2 separate regions of the Mus musculus genome follow, and region 1 is linked to region 2. The links are chromatin contacts, called in public promoter capture Hi-C maps. All regions are on one chromosome and are shown on one strand. The core of a region is the stretch at or near the end of the contact, and the rest is flanking DNA. Distances in the headings are between cores, read along the strand shown. Region 1 holds the start of Pkd1l3 (polycystic kidney disease 1 like 3). Region 2 has its middle 150 kb from the start of Gm39242.

What was found. Promoter capture Hi-C pulls out the DNA fragments that hold promoters and counts their contacts.
Region 1: a promoter capture Hi-C map of hippocampal neurons shows a contact between it and region 2, with 6 times the contacts expected there. The contact joins the promoter of Pkd1l3 here to the enhancer-like site in region 2. A contact is called at or near these places in 5 of 39 promoter capture datasets (the 3T3-L1 cell line, cranial neural crest, hippocampal neurons and 1 more).

The regions. Positions count from the first base shown.
Region 1 is chr8:109,611,500-109,616,180 of GRCm38.p6, reverse strand. It overlaps Pkd1l3 (polycystic kidney disease 1 like 3), which reads right to left and starts at 1,947. Exons shown (of 33, transcript NM_001286454.2): 1 at 1,358-1,947. The coding sequence starts at 1,664.
Region 2 is chr8:107,977,685-107,982,265 of GRCm38.p6, reverse strand. No RefSeq gene overlaps it. Among named protein-coding and RNA genes, the nearest start is that of Gm39242, 150 kb to the right of the region's middle. Within about 2 kb of position 1,630, at least 28 of the 459 cell types and tissues checked have an H3K27ac peak or open chromatin away from gene starts, as enhancers often do. A contact at or near this core is called in hippocampal neurons, where this site is marked.

The sequences.
Region 1 (4,681 bases), core at 698-3,197, 1.6 Mb before region 2:
CCAGTGCTCTTAGGTGAGATGGGAGGTGAAGGAAGGAGGATCCCAGAGACCTGTGGGACCTGGGGTACACTGTGGCGGACAACAAAAGAGACCTTGCCCCAAACAAGGTGGAAGGTGAGGAGAAACATCGGAGTTTGATACTCGGCCTCCACACACGGTGGCACTAAAGCACATATATGCCCAACTTGTCTGGCTTCCAGCAAATGAAAAGTTACGACTTCTCCCTGAGTATTATAGATTACTCTTCAATATTTAGATATTTTAATCATAGATCTTAGAATTAATTACCTAGACATTAGGGAGACATGATGATATAATAATTTCTTGTTTTTTTTTCTTTTTGCTAAAATTGCAAGATTATGGTACTCGATTTTGTAAAAAAAACAATAAAGAGGTAATTTCTCTCCTAGCTTCTGTTTTAGGAAATCTGGAGGCAAAGATAACAAAGAAAGTCACTGTAAGAGTTTTTTTCTCTTTAGAATCTTGTATAATAGCAACTATTTGTATACCTGGAAAGCCAACATTCAAAAGGCTTTCCTCTTCATTCAACATTCAACACTTAAGGGGGGGGTGCGTGGTGGGGGGATTGAGAGTTTGAGACCAGTTTGTGCTGAATACCAAGTTTCAGGACATCTTGCACTATAAAGCAAAACTGTCACAATATAAAACAAAACAACAAAAATTCCAGATACCCCAAATCAAATAAAGCAAAATAACACCATACATGAAGACTCAGGAATTAAGTTTTAGACAGGCTCTGACAAAAAGCTCATTGCCACCGGTCAATGATGGTGCACACCTTTAATCCCAGCACTCAGGAGGCACAGGCAGGAGGATCTCTGTGAGTTCAAGGCCTGGAACGTGATCTACAGAGCACATTCCAGGACAGCCAAGGCTACACAGACAGACCCTGTCTCAGGGGGGGAAAAAGTACATTGCCATTGCTATGGAGACAAATGTTGGCCGAGACACAAAAGTGGAAAGCGTATGGAGAGAGATTGATGGTCAAACTAACCCTTTTTCTGATTATAAAAGCTGAAAGGGGGCTGGAGAGATGGCTCAGAAGTTAAAAGCACTGGCTGCTCTTTCAGAGGTCCCGAGTTCAATTCTCAGCAACCACATGGACACTCACAACCATCTGTAATCGATCTGATGCCCTCTTCTGGCAAGCAGGTAGATGTGCAGATAAAGCACTCATACGTAAAATAAATAAATCTCAAAAAGGGAAAAAACAATACCTTAAAATGTAATCTGAAAAAAAAAAAAAAAAAGTGGAAAGGCCAAAGATGACTTTCTTCCACCCTAGAACACAGCCCAAGAAAGCTTTTCCCCTCAACATTCAACACGAGAGCCCTACCTGTCTGATTTATCCCTGGATGCGATCCGGGCAGCGTCAGGTTTCCCCTGACCCACCACACTGTTTCTTCATTCAGGAAGCTTTTTAGGAAACCCCGAAGCTTGGGGTTCCACGTGTGGGCTAGGCGTCCTCTCTGGGCGTGGCAGTAGTTATCTGCTTCCTGGAAGTCACAGAAAAGTCTGTTAAGCTGATAGCAGCTGTTTCCCCCATGTTGCTCCCGGATGCTTGGTTTACGTCCCAAAATATCACCCAGAATGACACCGATTCTAATGTACAGCCAGAGCCAGGACCGCCTCTGCAAGAGCATTTTTCTCTCTGTGCCGAGTGAGAAGAGAGAAGATGTACGGAGGCTCGAGTGAGAAGAGAGATGTACGGAGGCTCGAGTGAGAAGAGAGAAGATGTACGGAGGCTTGGCAGCTGCCTGGGCTTTTAAATAGGACTCAGTGAGTTTGTCAGAATCGTCCGTATTGTTCTTTTGTGGGTTGGGAACAACCTGCCAAGGAGATAAAGGTTTTGTTTTGTTTAGGGAAGCTATTTCTCACCGGCTGCAAATGAATAGCAAACGGGGCTTTACAGTCGGGGGCACCAATGTCTCCATCTGTGTCTACACGCCCAGATGTATCTTTAGCAAATAAAGACCCATTATGACGCCAAAGCTACCTGCAAGCAGGGAGAGGTTGGTGGATATCGAAACCAGTGTTACTAGACTTGGCGAGCTTAGTTCTTAAAGCATGGGCTCTAACACAGAACCTTATGCACTCTATACAAGCACCCTAGCAATGAGGTATGTGTCCAGAAAAATGGATACTTTTTTATGAAAAGGAAAACTTTCTTTTGTTGTTGTTATTTTCAAGACAGGGTCTCACTATGTATCCCTAGCTGTCCTGGAACTCACTATGTAGACCAGGCTGGACTTGAACTCAGAGAGATCCACTTGCCTCAGCCTCTTGAGTGTTGGTATTAAAAGTCTATCTATCTATCTATCTATCTATCTATCTATACACACACACATATATACATACACACACACACACACACACACACACACACACACACATATATATATATATATATATATATATATATATATATATCCTCTTTTTTATCTATTCATCTGTCATCTGTTTACAGGCACCTGAGCCACTGCTGTAGCTTGGCTATGGTTAACAGTACTGAGTATTAATATGGACACACAGGCTCTCTTCTGAGTGCTGACTTCATTCCCTGTGGGTATACACCTAGTCTTCATATAGCAGAGTCATATAGCATCCTTGTAGTTTGTTTTTTTAGGAACCTCCCTATTGTTTGCTACAGGTTACACGTGGTTACACTCCCACCAACAGTGTATAAAGGTAACTTTCCCCGATTTTGATGAGGGCCATTCTGAGTGACGTGAAATGGATTCCCAGCATAGCTTCGGGTTGTATTTTCCTGATGGCTGAGGATGAAGGGTTAATGGTGTCTAAGCAGCAGCTGGGCTGAGAGGCTCTGGGCAGGAAAGTTGATTGACAGATGACATCTATGGAAGCTCCTAATCAGGAGATCCACACAAACCCGCTGGGAGCTACCACTTCCTGACTACAGGGGAAATGACCTGCAGATGGACTGGGCTCTTCTGCCCCCAAGACCCCAACTCCACATGTACATGGTCCTTGTTCCTGCGGAGAGACCATCACCTTTCATTGTGCTGAGAAAAGGACAAAGTGTTCCCAGGGAAGGCCAGTTTATTTTTTTATTTCTGTGGCAACTCAGTCTAACACAGGGTGTGTAGCATCTCCCCTCCCCATATTTACCAGCTGTCTGAGAAGTGTCAGCTCAGATCATTTGCCATTTATTGACTGCATTACTTATTCTCCTAATAACTTTTTTTGGGAGTCCCTTTATACATCCTGGATACAATCCTTTGCCAGAATACTGGGCTGACAAGGAGAGTATTTATTTGAAAAACTCAATCATAGGGGGCTGGAAAGATGGCTCCATGGTTAGTAGCACTAGTTCTTGCAGAGGACCCAGGTTCAATTCCCAGCACCCACATGCTGGATCCAGCCTTCTTCTGGCTTTGAAGGTACCAGGCCATGTACATGGTATACATACATACAGACAGACGAAACACCCGTATACATAAAATAAAAATAAATAAAATCTTTTAACTTTTTTTTTGAGACAGGGTTTCTCTGTGTAGCCCTGGCTGTCCTGGAACTCACACTGTAGACCAGGCTAGGCTCAAACTCAGAAATCTGCCTGCCTCTGCCTCCCAAGTGCTGGGATTAAAGGCATGAACCACCACTGCCTGGTTTAAATCTTTTGACTTAAATCAATTACAGGACTCAATGAGAATATTTTCTTCTCTGGGCATATATATGTGTGTGTGTGTGTGTGTGTGTGTGTGTATATGTATATATGTGTGTGTGTATATATGTATATATATATATGTGTGTGTGTGTGTGTGTGTGTGTGTGTGTGTGTGTATGGGTTTATTTGACCAGAGAGAATGTGATCATGTCATTTGTCAGAAAAATGGATGGAACTGGAAGTTTTCATGTTAAGCAAAAATAAGTCAGATGCAGACGAAGAATTATCACATGGTTTCACCCATCTGTAGAGGCTAGAATTTAAAGGCAACCTGGAACCAGTAGAGGAAACACTATGGGAAGTTCAGGGAACCAGGGAGAGGGAGGAGAAGGAGTGGGTAAGATAACTTAGGAGTATGAACCCCACTGAAATAGGATACATTCATGTCTGGAAATACCAAAGGCTCTGGCTCTACAAGGAAGCTCTTTAATTGAACAGTAATGTGTATTGTTATAGTACACATTATGTAAAGAACATATATTATAATACACATTATGTAAGAACATACACATTATAATACACATTGTGTAAAGAACATAGTTACAGGACACACTAGCTAATATGTAGTGATGTAAATTAACATGTCTGTCATCTCAGAGTTACCCCTGAAAACTCATTTTGTGACAGGGTCGTTGAGACCTACTCATGCAGCAGGAACCTCACTCCCAGCAGGATTCTACTGCAGACGAACATAAAGACTATTGCCGATAAACCTCTAGACTTGTGTGTCCTCCATGTTTGCTGCCACTAGGATTGGCCCGGATGGCTGTATTCTGTTTCTTACCTGCACGAAACCAAAACCACACGTGAACCGTATCTTGAAGCTCGCTCCAAGCCATATAAGCAGTCATAAAAGCCAGATAAACAGGTGATGGAGAAAGGAACACAAATTAAACACAAACCATGCCAGAAACCAACAAAGCCTCAAGCTTGGCGGAACCTAACAGCAGATCTTCGTGGTTCTGGCCTCTG
Region 2 (4,581 bases), core at 381-2,880:
TGAAGCCTTGCGTCACTCACAACTACGGGTCTGCATCCCTCGAATTTCTTCTCATGCCACTATCATCCATGTTTCCTTTCATCTCTTAGAGTTGGGTAACTCTGGCACTCACTGTGACGGGACGGCAATTCATATCGCTAATGACAATGGGTAAATCTAGGCAGGGATGGTAAACCACAATACAGCTTAATGAAGCCAGGCCCCTACTGCAACAGCTACACATCCTCAGTCTGAAACTGCACATGCCCAGTTCATAGGGAGTCTACACGCAACCAAAGACACACAATGCTGGCCATCCTAGCATTTCCAAATTGAAGTAGATGTGTCACTGTAAACCACTTACCTTTAATTTCTGTTTTATATTACAGTTGTAGACCTGTTTTGGGTTCTGTTTTTACCATTACATGAATGGGTAGGTCAAGCTTTGTGTCTTCAGGAAAGGGTAGTAGGAACTGAGGGGTGGAGCTTCATGGGTGGAGTTGCTGCCCTAGACCCCAGGAAGCCCTGAGTTTGATTCCCGACACTGCACAAATGAGACAGGATAGCTTGCACCTGTAATTCTAGCACCCAGGAGGTAGAAACAGGATCAAAAAAGATCAGGGAAGCCTCCCTTGGCTGCACAGAAAATTAGAGGCAGCTGCCTAGTGGAGGGAGTAGGTAAGGGGACTCAACAAGTAAGGACACTTGTCTCCGAGTCTGAATCCCTTAGTTCAGTGACTGGAACCCACAGCAGAAGCAGAGAGTTGTCTCCTGAAACTGGCCCTCTTGACCACACACGGGCCATAGCATGTGTGCACATACATGTCAAAACCAAGAAATTCTCATACTATTAGACGTCAAGACAAGACCTCTCCCTTGTCTACAACATTGAAATGCCGCTGCGATGTTTTGGTACCTGGCTTTTTCAATGAGTTGGTTTGGGGGGGTGGGGAGGTTTGTTTCTTTTGTGTCCCCCCCCCGGGAGTTTGACCACAGAGAAGCCATCTGCCTGCTGCAGCTAAAGATGCACCAAGATGCAGACTCTTGAGGTTACTGGGCAAGCTACGACACACAGAGGCTAGTAAATAGAAGCAGCCCCCCCTGAATCCCTTAATTACTAGAACCCCCCCCCCCCAAAAAAAACCAAATGTGGTTTCCCACCCCCAGGGAAGGCACACATGTTTCAAATCCAATGTGGAACAAAAACTAGAAACACAAAGTACCTTAAATTTTTCTGAGAAATTAGCATCAACAGAAAGAAAAACAGCAGTTGCCTCCATGGAAATAGCAGCCCCTCCTCGCCCACAGCCATTTGGATCGGAGATTGTTTGCATTAATAAGGCGTTAGCGTTTGTTTTTTTCTTCTGTCTCTCTCTCTCCCTCTCTCTTGATTGTCAAATGCCAGCCGTTCAATGTCCCACATTTGCCGTGAAATTCAAGGCAATGAGGCTGACAGAATGTAATTTACTTGCATTGAAATATGCCAGGCCCATGATTTGCTTCTCCAGCCTTCCGGGCTGGGGGGTCACATTCAGTGGACCTTCTGAACTCTCAAAGAGGAAGCCAACTTCGCTGAGTCACATACAGCAAGGGTGTGGCAGGTGGGTGGCCACAGGAGCAGATGGCAGAGCCACCAACGCTGTGTCGATCTTTGCAAAGGAGGAAGAACAGCGTAGACAACTTGAAACAAGCAGCTAATCTCCCCTTGAGTCTTGAATTTCTTCACCTTTCTCATCTATACCTTAAAATGAATGCAAATTTATAGGTCAAAAAATGAAGCGCTCGGATTTATTCATCTCTAGAAAATGTAAAAGAGCTGAGAATTTACTAGAGCATAGAACTAAACTGAACTTCATAAATAACCTGGGTGGGTAAAACATTTCATCATCACGCTGAAAAAATTTTTGAAATGGAAAAATAAAAGCCCAGAGAAGTCAGAGCGCATGGGGGGGGGGGAAAGCATTAAAAAATGTGGGGGAGGGGAAGCTTGGGGGCAAGATTTTCCATACATATAAAACAGTCCTGCATTAAAAACCACTTATGGAATTTATGTTCAGGGCCATCTATCATGGAGCTGTTTGAGACATTAAGAATTTGGGGAGAAAATAAATGCCTAATAACATGGAAATCTGTTAAATAAATTATCATCCATCTACACAATAGTGCCAATAAAAATCCTACTGTAAAGGTATTTAATGGCATGGGCAAATATTTCCAACACGATCTTGAATTTTCATGGTGGTTACATAGACTGAAACTAAGGTGTATTTGTGTGTGTGTGTGTGTATGTCTGTGTCTGTATATCTGTGTGTGTTTGTGTTGTGTGTGTACATGTACATGAGTGTGTGTGTGCATAACTGGGTGCACATATCTATACATATGGGCAGAAGGAGAATGATACAATCTTTAAAGTTAACTGTGACGAAATATAGGTGGCAAGACTACAGTTTACTTTTATTTTGTGTGTTCTCTAAGAGAGTATGTTATATAAAATACCTATCTTGATAAGGAAAAGGAGATCATGAGAAAGAAGTAGTCTCACTTCTGGGGAAAATGTAATATCCAGACATCCCAAGGTTTCCTAAGATATTTTCCTCTAAGTAACACCCTCCATCTCGTGTTGGCAAGAAAGAAATGCTTTCTTAGAAAATTTGGAACAAGGACATGATTAGCAGAGGACTCCACTCTGAGAACAAACCCACACACTTGCTTGCATACCTTTGCGGATGCAGATGTGGTTTGTGTATGTGTATACGTCTGTGTGTTTCTATGCGCTTGGGTATCGGGGCACATGGACATCTGCGCACCTGTATGTGGCAGCCGGAGGGTCAACATGAAGAGTCTTCCTCGGTCACGAGACTGGCTGGCCAGAGAGCCCCGGGATCCACTGTGTCTCCCTCCCCAGCGCTGGGATTCCAGGCACACTAAACAAGCTCACTGCTTTTTGTGAGAGTTCTGGGCCAAGGAATTCAGGTTCTCATGCTCGTAGCAGGAAGTCTTTTGCTCCCTGAGCTGTCTGTCGTCTCAGTTTTATTCTGGTTTTGTTTTTCTTTTCTAATTCACACTTAAAATATACTCCTAGCACCAGAGGGATTATGCGGAGCCATAGAATGCTTGATGCACAGTGTGAGGACCTGAGTTCAACCTCCAGCACCTATGAGAAGATAAGCGGGCGATGAATTCGCTTTACATAAAATCAGCACTGTGTGTGCAGAGGCAGGAGGATTGCTGGGGCTTCTGGCCATCAGCCAGCAGAAACTGTAAACTCCAGAGTCTTTTGACCCTATCTCAAGAGAAACGGGTTTAAAGTAATAGAAGATGACACCTTTTGTTCATGTACACACACACACAGAGACACACTCACAGACACTCACACATACACACACAGACATACACACTCACATAGGACAGACAGATACACTCATACACACACACACACACACACACACACACAAGACACACACTCATACACGCAAATACAAACACAGACACACAGTCACTCACACAGGCACACAGTCACTCACAAAGACACACACTCACACACACAGACACTCCCACACAACACTCATATACACACAGACACACACACAAACACACAGACACTCCCACACAACACTCATACACACAAACACACAGAGACACACACACAAACACACAGGCACACAGAGATATATACTCTCAGCATACACACCACACACACACACACACACACACACACACACGCAAACATTCACACACCAAAAATAAATTTTTATGCCAAAATAAGCCAGCATCTGATTACTAACAGATTTAGAGAAACCCATTTCCAAATGTCAGTAGCATCTGTGAATACTTTATTTACCAATTAACAAGAGTGCAGTTTCCAGACAGTATTAGGAATGATTGACACTATCAGGCCCCAATCAGGTACACACCCACTCTTCAGCAGTTCCTGATAGGTCTTGATCAGCCTGCCCTCCCACTCCACAGAGCCCAGAAACACTAGAAGGTATATGAGAGAGAGAGAGAGAGAGAGAGAGAGAGAGAGAGAGAGTGTGTGTGTATGTGTGTGTGTGTTTGTGTGTGTGAGAAAGAGAGGGGGGAGGGAGGGAGGGAGGGAGAGAGAGAGAGAGAGAGAGAGAGAGAGAGAGAGAGAGAGAGAGAGAGAGAGAGCATGCACCATTATTGCATTACTGTTGGGACAGAAGTGAATGCACCCTAGTCAACTTGTATAAGATAAACATCCAACGTCAAGTCCAAAATCATACCAGCTGTGACCAATCAGAGCCCATGGGCAGAAGATAGAAAAACGCAGCGAGAGCCTTTCCTACCAATTAAAGGTAGTCAATATTGATTATCTGAGGGATTGCCTTGCTCAGAAAGCAAATTAGAAACTCAATACCTGAACTATTCCTAAATGCAGTTATCAACTTCAGAGTTTTATCTCATAAAACCAATTCAGCTTAGAGTTTAATTCTATTAAATTAGGGCTTAGAAATAAAATTCGCTCTAGAATGAATGCATCATTAGCTATAAAATGCCATATACTGCAACCCAAAATGTGCTGTATTACAGTTTGAAGAATAAATGAGTAAAGATGGCATCTAAACACACTTCTCCTTA